2 separate regions of the Mus musculus genome follow, and region 1 is linked to region 2. The links are chromatin contacts, called in public HiChIP or PLAC-seq maps. All regions are on one chromosome and are shown on one strand. The core of a region is the stretch at or near the end of the contact, and the rest is flanking DNA. Distances in the headings are between cores, read along the strand shown. Region 1 holds the start of Gnmt (glycine N-methyltransferase). Region 2 holds the start of Gtpbp2 (GTP binding protein 2).

The links. HiChIP or PLAC-seq counts read pairs in DNA pulled down with a chosen protein or histone mark.
Region 1: a contact with region 2 is called in an H3K4me3 HiChIP or PLAC-seq map of bone marrow-derived macrophages, with 2.7 times the contacts expected there. The contact joins the promoter of Gnmt here to the promoter of Gtpbp2 in region 2. A contact is called at or near these places in 1 of 115 datasets of contacts at active chromatin or transcription factors (bone marrow-derived macrophages) and 1 of 9 other capture datasets (adipose tissue).

The regions. Positions count from the first base shown.
Region 1 is chr17:46,726,041-46,732,261 of GRCm38.p6, forward strand. Gnmt (glycine N-methyltransferase) reads right to left here and starts at 3,125. Exons shown (of 6, transcript NM_010321.1): 1 at 2,906-3,125; 2 at 1,225-1,352; 3 at 566-676; 4 at 229-371; 5 at 21-142. The coding sequence starts at 3,111.
Region 2 is chr17:46,157,132-46,163,269 of GRCm38.p6, forward strand. Gtpbp2 (GTP binding protein 2) reads left to right here and starts at 3,901. Exons shown (of 12, transcript NM_019581.3): 1 at 3,901-4,195. The coding sequence starts at 4,010.

The DNA of each region.
Region 1 (6,221 bases), core at 1,875-4,374, 570 kb after region 2:
CCTGCCAAACCACGTCATACCTGAAGCCAGGAGAGCCATCTCTGCCAGTGCCTGGCACCTGCACTGTGTAGTCCAGGGTTACCATGTGGGCTTTGTTGTTGACTGTCAGTACTGACGTCGTAATGTCCTTGGTCAGGTCACTCTGAGGGCATGGGTTGCGTCATTCCCTGAGCCACCACGGGGCTTCTGGCCCTCCAGCTCCCGCTTCCCATTGGGGGGCAGCCCAACCTTATAGTAGATGTTCTTCCCCGGGGGCGCACAGCCTGTGCTGAGGATATAGTCGTAGTTGCGGTGGTCGATCACCAGCAGGCCCCCGGGCCGCACCATGCTTGCAATGTTCTTTAGTGCCAGCCGGTGCTCGCTCTGGTCACCTGGGTTCCCGGCAGGGCCACAGACACCATCTGCTTAGGCCTCCAGCACCACCTCCCGCCCCTGTCTCCCTCCCAAGTGCCAGCACTAAAGAAGACAGGCAAAATGCAGGTCTGCCTTATCAGGGCAGCAGGCCAGCCATCTTCGGACGTGGGGGAGCTCAAGGCAAGAGCCACAGCCAAGGCCACCAGCTTACCTTTGCAGTCTGGCAAGTGAGCAAAACTGTTCCCAAGGCAGATGACAGCATCAAAGCCATCTCCTGAAAGCACATCTTTGTCCAGCGTCAACCAGTTGGCTTCTTCAATGACTGGAGGCCAGGGCAGGGGTTGGGGGGGGAGTCGAGAATTATAGCACAGCACAGAAGCAACCACCTCCTCCCAGAGACACATGGGGACTCATTAGGGATGGAGAGAGCCACAGTTGGCAAAGCCAGCCCTCCACTTAGGGGCTTTTGTAGGGAGGAGAGACAGGATGTGATAAGACAGTTAAAAGTAGCTCTGTAGGGCCCAGTGACTTGACGTACACCTCTAGACTCTGTTAGACAGGAGCATCACTTAAATCTAGCTTAGCCAAGCCAGGCAACACGGGAAAAGCATAAAAACCGCTGGTAATGCAGCCCAGTGATCAAGGGTCTACTTGGCATGCCCAAGTTCAATGCCTAGCACCATAAATACAACAAACTTGCTCTTACCAGCCGGAATCCTACTCTGATGCCAAAGCCTTCCTTTTTAGGAAGTTGACAGGGACTGTACCGTGCCCTGAGGAAAAACCATTCAGCTCCACAGCAAGAGAGAGCCAGGGCAGAGAGTGACCCTGGAGGTGCATGTCTGGGGGGGCCTGGACAGACAGACTTACCCCAATTGTCAAAGGATGGCTCTTTCCTCCGGTTCCAGCGCTCCTTAAGCGCATATTTCAGCATCTTGTCGCTGGCGTCCACGCTCATCACGCTGAAGCCCTCTTCCACCAGCATGATGGAGTCCACTCTGGATGAGGTCAGAAACGGGGGACTAGAGGACCAGTCAGAGGAGCCTGGGAGGCCAAATGTGTGTGACATTTCCCCAGACATAACATTCCAGAGTCCGTTCCTCTGCTTCCTGTCCCAGGCCATCTCTACTGGTCTCAAGTGACCCATTAAGAATTTTCCTGGGGGCTGGTGAGATGGCTCAGTGGGTAAGAGCACCCGACTGCTCTTCTGAAGGTCCAGAGTTCAAATCCCAGCAACCACATGGTGGCTCACAACCATCCGTAACAAGATCTGACTCCCTCTTCTGGTGTCTGAAGACAGCTACAGTGTACTTACATATAATAATAAATAAATCTTAAAAAAAAAAAAAAAAGAATTTTCCTTATCAAGTAGCAAAAAAATTTTTTGAGAGTTTTTTTTTTTTTGTTTTTTGTTTTTTTTTTAGCCTGGTTTAAACAGTGAGTTCCAAGACAGCTGGGGCTACAAAGAGAGACTCTGTTTCAAAAAAATTTTTTTTCAAAATTTAATTTCATGTGTCGTGCCTGAATATGTGCATCATGTGCATACCTTGTGTCTGCAGACCCCAGAGAGGGTGCTGGGCACCAAATTTGGGTCCTCTGTAAGAACATGTGCCATCTCCCCAGCTGCCTCTTATTAGAAACAGGGTCTCCTAATGTAGCCCTGCAGGGCCTGGAACTCACAGAGAGCCACCTATTTAGGACTCCCTGAGTGCTGGGATTAAATATATGTGCCACTACTCCTGACATCAACACATTTTTTTTTATTTTTAATTATGTCTGTATGTGTAGTACATGTGAGTACAGTGCCCTCCACGGCCAGAAGGGAGCGCTAACCTCCCCCTGGAACGGAATTCCAGGCGATTATGAGCCACCTGATGCAGATGCTAGGCACTGAGAGCCTGTCTTCTGCCAGAGCCTAAGGGGCTCTTAGTAGTCGGACCATCTCACCGGCTCAATGGCTTTTTGTTGTTGTTTTTGTTTTTAAATCATAGTCAGGCATTCTACAAAAGTGCACTTGAGAACCTGGCATACTGGTGCTCCTGGAAATATCTCAGTCAGAGGTGTCCGTGAGTTCTGGGCTGAGTCGGGAGTGTGGGCCAGACACTATCCTGGTCTGTATCCTCTCCACCAAATGGGGGCCTTTTACCTCTTGGAAATGACTTTTTCTTTAGTACTACTGGTTGGAGAAAAGCGCTGCTCACCTCGTGGGGTTTTGTTACAGCTTGCAACACACGTACCCAAACTCCTGGCACAGCACTTGGCTGTGCAAACGTGCTACAAATGTTCTGTTCACACTGCCAGAGGCCAATCGCAGGAGGAACAGCGCCGGAGCCAAGGATCCACCTTGACCCAAAGCTCGGATTTTGCTCTGTCCCATGAATCCTTCTCTGCGCACACCCTGGCCCCTTCCCGCACTGTTTCGGCAGATGCTCTCCCATGCCCATACTACCCTGATGAGCAAGGGCTCTTGACCCCCTAGTACTGCCTGCCAGGCTCCAGCCCGCAGAGGCTGCCCAGACTGGCCTAAGCAGGCCGGCCCGTTTGGACTCACCCTGTGCCACAGGCTACGTCCAGCACCCTGTGGCACCCGTGCTGGCGCAACAGCCCAAGCAACCACGCCTTGTACTCTGCGGTACGGCTGCGGGTGTCCCCGATGTACAGCTGCCACACACGTGCGGCCTCCCCATCTGCATACTGGTCCGGGAGCCCTTCGGCCGCCACCCCCAGGGAGCGGGTACGGTACACGCTGTCCACCATCCTGACCGGCGCCTGGCTCTCAGGCCACGCGATCCGCACTTATAATCCTCTGGCAAGGCAGTCCCACCTGGCCAATGGCAGGTGAGAGCAGGGACACGCCCCTGCTGGGCCCTGGGCCCAGAGCCAGGCTTGCTGCCTCTGCCTTGAGGATGGCTCAGCACAGCAATCCTGGACCTGGCTTAGTAAGACAGGTCAGATAGGACTCGCCAGGGTGGCCGGGAGGAACTCACAAAGTAAAGCAATGAGAGATCACTCCACCCCTACCCAAGGAGGAAGGGGAAGAAGCCTGAAATCCACCCAAAACAGAATTATTACATGCCCAGCCCAGCACAGTGTCTACACAACACTGCTTATCATTTAGTGGAGGGAACACTCCGCTAAAGAGAGCCACTGTGTCGGGACATTATGAACAGTCTTTGAGAAAGATGCCCATCCAAGTACAAGAGTACACCTGGAGATAGGCGTGTCTCTCTTCCCCTCCCCCATACCAGCCAGGAGCCTCCTAAGGTAGCCTGGGCCTTCCAATCCATGGGCTTTATACTCTGCAATCTCTTAAAGGCTGGGTGTAGTAAGGTGAGACAGGAGGATTATTAGTGCTCAATGAATTAGTGAACAATGTGGGAGACATAGCAAGCCTTCCATCTGCTTTCCATGGGAGCACCTTCAGAGAGGAAAGTTGGGGGTCGGCAGGGAAGGTGCTCATGGCGCCCGCTCGGGCTAGCGTCACTGTATAACCTGAGGGTCCGTTTCGTGTTACCCGCTCACCCTTTTTACCCCACCAAGGACAAGATCCCAGCCGGGCTAAAGTCGGCTCTGGAAGATGCGTGTGAGCGACGAGAAGCCTGCCCCGCCTGCCCTGCCTGCCCACACACTTCCAACTCTGTGAACACTCGTTACGTGGAAAGAAGAGAGAAGACAGGGAGCATCCCGCCCGCCCGCCCGCCCGCCCTCCCTTCGCCTTCCCAATGCAGGGTGAACCCTGGAGATGGAAGGAGGCCCACAGTTGTGTGACTTAACCTTCTTATAGTAGGTATGGCTGTTTTGACTTCATAGATGTCAGTATGTGTCTGACGCCCGTGGAGCCCAGAATCGAGAGCTTCAGATACCCTGAACCTGCAGTTGTAGACAGTGGGGAGCCACTCGGTGGTGCTGAGGACACTGAACCCCACAGAGGACCAAGTGGTTTGTTTGGTTTGGTTTGGTTTTTGTGAGAAAGGGTTTCTCTGGCTGTCCTAGAATTCACTCTGTAAACCAGGCTGGCCTCGAACTCAGAGATCCGACTGCCTCTGCCTCCCAAGGGCTAGGGCTAAAAGCGTGCGCTACGACCCTAGCTGCAGATAGGGCTTTTAATGGCTGACCTATCTCTCCAGCCCATATTTTTTAACTTTTGTTAGCACAGCGCCAATCTCAAATGGTTCTGACCAGGCTCAGTCTTGGGGACTCAATGTCCCTACACACAGGCCTCTGACACTATGCTCAGAAAGATTCTCGAGGCTGAGTGTGATGGTGTGTGCCTGTAAGTCCTATACTTGGCAGCTGAGAACAGAAAAGCTGGAGTTCAAAGATATTCTAGGGTACATAGACTTCAAGGCAAATCTGGGCTACATCAGTCCCTGTGGAGACAAAGCAGAGAGGAGAAACTGTATTTGGGAATTTCAAGTAAATCCAATGCCACGTATCAAAGCATTTTGGGGGTAAACCTATCAATCCTAGACTTTTTTCAAATCTCATCTCAGCATCTTAAGTGGTATCTTTTATTTACTTAGGGTTTTTAAAACTGGGGAACCAGGCATGGTGGTGCATTTTGTTTGTTTGTTTGTTTTTTGAGACAAGGTTTCTCTGTATAGTCTTGGCTGGCCTTGAACTCACAGAGATCCAACTGTCTCTGCCTCCTGAGTTGCCGGGATTACAGACAAAGCGCCACCATCTAGCTAAATGTATGTCTTTAATGTCAGCACTCAGGAGGCAGAGGCAGTTGGATCTCTGTGAGTTCCTGGACAGCCAGGGCAATGTAGAAACCTTGACTCAAAAAGCAACAACAACAGGACACCCAAGACTATACAGGGAAACCCTGTCTCAAAAAACAAACAAACAAACAAACAAAGCCCCAAGGGAATGGTGAGATGGCTCAGTGGTTAAGAGCGCTGACTGCTCTTCCTAAGGTCCTGAGTTCAAATCCCAGCAACCACATGGTGGCTCACAACATAATGAAATCTGATGCCCTCTTCTGGAGTGTCTGAAGATAGCTACAGTGTATTTACATATAATAAATAAATAAATAAATAACCCCCCCAAGCAATAACAACAACAAAAAATGTATGTTCAGAAAAAAGCACACAGCACGCAAGACTCCCTTCTCTCCTCCCATATTGGTTCCAGAAACCACACTCAGGTCATAGGCTTGGCAGCAAGCTCCTTTGCCGTTTGAGCCATCTTGCTGACCCGTGATTCTCAACCTTTCTAATGCTGTGATACTTCATGATACGGTTCTTCCTGTCGCAGTGACCCCCAACCATAAAACTATCCCCTTGCTACTTCAAACCTGTAACTTTGCTCCTGTTATGAATCATAATGTAAATATCTGATATGCAGGATTTTGACACGTGACCTCAAAGGGTTGAGAGGCACTGTCTAGACAGTCTTATTATGTAGCTCTGGCCGTCCTGGTACTACTATAAGGTTTAGTTTTGAAAGCAAGCCTCCTGCCTCAGCTTCCAGGAGGCTGGGGTCATAGGTGTGAGCCACTATGCCCAGCTTAGATACCCGTGACAGACTCCTGGCATACACTACGGAGTCTCAATTACGGAGGAAGCCGAGGCAGGAAATCATGGGAGCTCCGGAGTTCCCAGGCCAGCCAGTGCAACAGAGTGAGAACCACCCCAAAATCAGGAAAGGAAAGAGGGAAAGGGAAAGGAAGGGGAAAAGGGAAAATGGAAAATGGAAAAGGGAAAAGGGAAAATGGAAAAGGGAAAAGGGAAAAGGGAAAAGGGAAAAGGGAAAAGGGAAAAAAGGGAAAGGGAAAGGGAAGGGAAGGGAAGGGAATTAGCCTGGACATGGTGGGCATGTTGACAGGCCAGGATAGGAGGAGTTCCACAGACTCTGAAAGCACT
Region 2 (6,138 bases), core at 2,651-5,150:
AGTACAGACTGCTCATGGAGAGTTCCTGGGTTCAGTTCCCATCACCCACTCTACGTGGGTCCCAATCAGCTCCCAGGGGCTTGCACATGCTCTGCTAGCCCCTGAGGACACTGTACTCGTACGCACAAACCCATTCACATGCATACGCAATCACAAATACTGTGCCGCTAGGCATAGTGTCTCACATCACTAATCCCGGCAGTTGGGATGCAGAAGTAGCCAGAGCTCTGAGCCTGAGGCCAGAATGGTCTACAGATCAAGATCCAGGACAGCCAGGGCTGCGCAGAGACCCCTTTCTGTAAAGATCAAAGGAGGGGGGGGAATAGTGTGGTGTTGAGCTAGCTCAGTGGTTGAATGCTTGCCTAGCATGCACGAGAGTCTTAGTCCAAGCACTGTGTGGGAAATGGATAAATAAAATAAAAGCTAGAAATCCAGAACAGGACGGTGCATGTGTAAATCTTACTATGTGATGGTGGCAGCTTCTTCATGTAAGTGACACAAGACAATCCCAGGCCTGACAGTGACGACCTGTTGGAGGGCTGAGGCAGATGGAGCACAAGTTCAAGGCCAACATGGATAACTCAGCAAGACTCTGTCTCAAAATGAAAAGGACAGAACAGGACTCAGGGGGATCGTCTAGGTGTGCAGAAGAGTGCTTAAGAAGAATAACAAGGGGAGAGCTTTTAAAAATAAACTTAGTGTTGGGGCTGGAGAGATAGCTCAGCAGTTAGGAGCACTGACTGACCTTCTAAAGGTCCCAAGTTCAAATCCCAGCAACCAGCAACCACATGGTGGCTCACAACCATCCATAACAAGATCTGATGCCCTCTTCTGAGGTGTCTGAAGACAGCTGCAATTGATTTATATGTGTGTGTGTGTGAGTATGTGTATATATATACATATACATACACACATATATAATATTTATCATATAAACATATTATATTTATATTATATAATATATTTATATATTTTAATTTTGTATTTATAATATAATACTATATTATAAATATGAATTTATAATACTATATTATAAATGTATATTCATAATATAGTATATTATAAATATATTTATAATAAATGTAAATTTAATTATTAAAATAATAAATAAATAAATCTTTAAAAAATAAATAAACTGCCAGGCATGTTGGCGCACGCCTTTAATCCCAGCACTCAGGAGGCAGAGGCAGGCAGATTTCTGAGTTCGAGGCCAGCCTGGTCTACAAAGTGAGTTCCAGGACAGCCAGGGCTACACAGAGAAACCCTGTCTCAAAAAAGGAACAAACAAAACCAAAACCCACCAGAAAAATCACTGCAGGAAGCTAGCAGAACAACTCAGTAGAAGACTCTGTGCATATCAAGCACGGAGGCTCTGGGTTCAGTTGTTAGTGTAAATAAAACAAAAAACAAACAAACAAAAAGATCAGAGCCAGGAAGATGGCTTAGTGGGTAAAGGCATTTGCTGCCAAGTCTGGTGACCTGAATTCAAGTCAGAATAAATTTCTGCAAGTTGCCCTCTGACCTCCACATGTACATCATAGTGTACACACATGCATATAGATTAAACATTTTATACACACACACACACACACACACACACACACATTTAAACTATGTGTATATCTGTAATTGGAATTGTGTGCCAAAGTGTGGTGTTCTCAGAGGGCAGAAGAGGGTGCCGGTTTCCCTGGAGCTGGAACTACAAGGAGTGATAAATCACCCTACATGGTGCTGGGACCTGAACTCTGATCCTCTGGAAGAGCAGCAAGAGCTCTTATCCACTGAACCATCTCTCTAGCTCCAAGAGTAAAACTTTTCAAAATCTCCTAAAAAAAAAAACATATATATATATATATATATATATATATATATATATATATATATAGTCATAATGAGGTTGGCTTAAGGGTGACAGGCAAGCAAGAAAGCAGAGGGGAAGGTTGCTCTAAGTCAGAGCACATGAAAGTGACATCACAAAATGCATATTCATACAAAGGTACTAGATGTAAAAGCAAGTGACTCACTACAAGCCAGGAAAAATATTTGCATGTGATGTGTATATAAGCACACACTATATACATCCTATAGGCAGCCACCTCGTAAACAACCTGTCTAGGAAACTGGCCACTTATACCACCTCCACTCCCCAGGACCCTGGTCTCCCAGCAGGCATCCTGTGGCCTCTCTCCTCTGCCAGCCCTCACTTCTCTCTGTAGGTAGGCCAGGCTGTTCAAGAATGGGTTATATCATGCCCCACCCTTTCTTAAAGGAAGGTATCCATTAAGGAGAATTGGCTGGGATGGAATTGTGTGTTAAAGGGTGACTGCTGGAAGATCCGTGGATATTTAAAAAATAGTTATCAGTTGAGTGCAGTGGTTTCTGGCTGGTGAGAGAACCCGGCCTGTTTGTGGTGATAATGTGTGGGTGGGGTGGGGATGTCTCTTCCTTTCTATTCCCATCCTTTGAGATGTCTCACTGAATTCTCTAGTCTCCATCTCTAAAAACTTTTTTTTCCTGGCAATCCTGGTCTTAAGCATACAGGATAGCATACAGAAAAGACACCTACTTTCCTTTACTGAAGACCCAGGTAAATGGCTGATCTGCAAGGCTTTTCAACTTTTGGTTCTTTTGGTATATAGCTGGTGTGGAAACTATCCAATGTGGACAGCGACTGCATGCTCAATAGACTCGTCTCCTTCGATGTGGAACTGTGCAGAAGTTATGGACTCAACCAGGTCTGAACTCCTTCAGAGTACACCAGAGGTAAGTGCTCCTACCGTACCGTGGAGAACTTTCAAACTCTGTTCTATTTCTTGGCTATGTGTGAACACCTGGTTGTTTGTGAAGAGAGGGGAATGGACGTACTGTGAGTCATGAGATAGCCACGGCGCTGGAATTTGAACCCTGGCGTCCTGACTCTGTGCCCAGCAATTCTGCTTCTCCATTCTGAGCCTTTGGTGCCCCGTATACTGGTTTATGTCGCTCTGAGAGTTCTGAAGGACAGGAGAGACAGCTTGGCTAGAAAGACAAATCAGCAATCCCCTGGCGTCCTAGGACAAGTTCTATTCCTGGCTACTTTCCCCGCCCCCTGGTGGTTGACGTAACTGGAACCCCAGCTCCGCCCCAAGTAGGGGCCAGGCCCCTCCTCCGGACAAGTTTTAAACCAAATTCTGTTTTCCGGGATTGGCTAAACTTCAAAACAAAGGGGAGGAGAGATACTTGCAGTAGGCACCCTCCAAACCTTAGGCAGCTGGCTGCTTTATGGGTCCTGGACACGTGTCTGGCCACTGCGGTGCCTGGGGCTGCTAAAACCAACCCCCGGATTGTGCCACCCAAGTAATAAAACAGTGACTATATTGCAAGGGTGGCATAATCATCGTCACAATAACAGCTCTAATTATGCTATAACTACCATCTGCCTCCGCCCTAGCTTTTGCCCTGACTCACTCGACAGCACTCCAGCCGTCAGGAAAGAAACTGAGGCAGAGGTGGAGCCAGCAGGCTGTCAGATCCAACCTCCCCGATTTTTAACTTGTTGTCTGGGGTCAGCGCCGAAAGGTCAAACCCAGTTCAATTCTGATATAAGCCCTTCACCTCCGGTTACTGTCCCTAATCTCAGGCCACAAAGCCTTCCTACTGCCCCTAGAAGAGAAGCCGCTGGCAGTACGGGAAACTGGGTGCCGACTACAACTCCCCTTAGTCTTTGCGCTCAAGGCGCGCTTGCTGCCCTCGCCCCCGAAGCCACCTGTGACTCTCGCATAGCGATGCCTCTTGGGAATTGTAGTTCGAACTCGCATTCTTTAGCACTAAATCTCATAGCTGCGGACTCAGTATCCCTTGATGCCCTGCGGCTTTTTCTGACGCGACTAGGAGGACAGGGAAGGCAGGGGCGTGGCCTACAGTGGGCCACACCCCGCTCTCCTCCGGCTGGCCCGACTCGGCGGTGGCAGTAGGGGCGGCGGCAGTGGCGGGGGGGAGGGGTCGGGCGGGGGGCTGGTGGCAGCGGCGGATGGACTCGCGGGTATCGGAGCTGTTCGGCGGCTGCTGCCGGCCCGGAGGAGGCCCGGCCATGGGTGGAAACCTCAAAGCTCGGGGGGCCGGCGGTAGCAGCAGTTGCGGGGGCCCAAAGGGGAAGAAGAAGAACGGAAGGAACAGAGGAGGTAAAGCCAACAACCCTCCGTACCTGCCCCCAGAGGTGAGCACCTGAAAAGTGGCGGAGCCATGGGGAACTACTCTTCCGGTCCCCGAGACTCCAAGGAGGCGGGAGAGAGAAAATCAATCCCCCTTTCCGGTGTCAAGACCCAAGGGAGGAAGGACCGGGGAAGAGAACCCCTCCTCCTGTTCCAAGACCCCTACAAAGCGGGATCGTCAAGACTGGACGATCCTTTTCAGTGTCAGGACCTCGGGAAGGGACTGCCCCTTTCACCTCCATAACCTTTGGATTAGTGGGAACCGGGGATCCTTTCCTCTTGAGAAGAGCAGAGGATGTCTGAACCCCTACTTACTCTGGGAGTGGGGAAGGAACACTGTACTGGGAAAAGAGGGCAGGCAGAGTAACCAACGTTTTTCTAAACTTAATCCACAGGGAGAAGGGGAGTAGCCGGGACAAGAGCAATGTGTTCCTTCCCTATTCTTCAGTACCCACACACATTAAACCAGAGAACAGTTAGACGTAGCCCTCTGCCCTTTCCTTGTCCTGTGGGGCTGTGGACACAGAGAAGAGTCCGCACGAACCCGCTCTGGGAGTCCTCAAGGCAGAGAAGACTACTTTCCTTCCTCTTAAAATAGGAGAACCCAGTCGGGAGCTAGTGGGCTCGCCTTTAAGTCCCATCACTCTGGAGAGATGGCTCAGCGATTAAGAGCACTGTCTGTTCTTCCAAAGGACCCCCAGTTCAGTTCCCAGCACCCACATAGCTGCTCACAACGGTCTGCAACTCCAGTTCCAGGAAGTCTGATGCCCTCACACACATACATGCAGACAGAACACCAATGCACGTAAAATAAAAATAATGTAAAAAAAAAAAAAATCCCATCACTTGGGAGTCAGAGGCAGGGGGATCTCTGAGTTCAAGGCCAGCCTGGTCTACAGAGCAAGTTACAGGATAGCCATGGCTCCACAAAGAAACCTTGTTTTGAAAAACAAAGATGGGAGAACCCAAGGTGGGAAGAGCTTCAATGGGTGATTATGACTTTTAAGTGTGCACCAGAGTGATTCAGGTTGCTGTTCCTGCTCATAGAATTCTGATTCAGTGGGTGAGAGACGGGCCTGATTGTTTGGCATTTCTTACAAGCTAATGTTGTGGTCTTAGCACCACAATGGTCTTTGAGAACCATTGGCCAAGATTATCTTTCTACCATCTTTATAGTCAGCTATCCTAATTATTCACCTTCAGCAGAAGAGTAGAAAGGTTTCTTTGTTGATGGGAAAAGAGCTCCTACGCATTCCATGGTGTGGTTGACAGTATGGATAAAGACACCTCTAAGGACTTTAAAGACAGCATGATGACCAAGAGGGAAAGAGAAAAATAAAATGGCCAGAGAGGAGGAGCGCAGAAATGCAGGCAGACCAGGCAGACGGTATATAAGTCAAGCTCATACATAACCTTTTGTCCAGGGGGTGGAGGGTGGAGGGTGGCGCGGGGCAGGTGTGTGTGGCACACAGCCCAAAAGGTGGCTGTTGCTCGAAGAGGTTATGTGATGGTTTCCTGGTTTCACCTCACTGAGGCATGAAAAGGGCATAAAAAGCCACAGTGAGTTCACTTTATGGAGTCTGCCCCTAAGCTTTCCTGGTTTGTTTGGGTAAGTCCCAACTTCGGACTTCTGTTCCTCTCTTACCTGGGCCTCTTATCTCGGGGGCGTTTGTAGTGACCAGTGCTGAGTTCATACTTTGGCTCCGTTCCAGAGCCTGTAGCCTCTTACACTTGATGGCATCAGCTGAGAGGGAGGGGCCAGAAGGAAGTAGTGTCTACCAGATGGATGTCAAAAAGAAAGGCTTCAATATCCTGAACACAGAAAAAGAAACCAAAACCAAATACCCGAGCCCGCGCAGCAGTTGGAGGCTGTGGCGGGTGGGGGCAGAGAGGTGAGCTTGTGTCTAGGAAGATCAGTGCTGAAGACTTGGTGCTCTGATCTTAGATA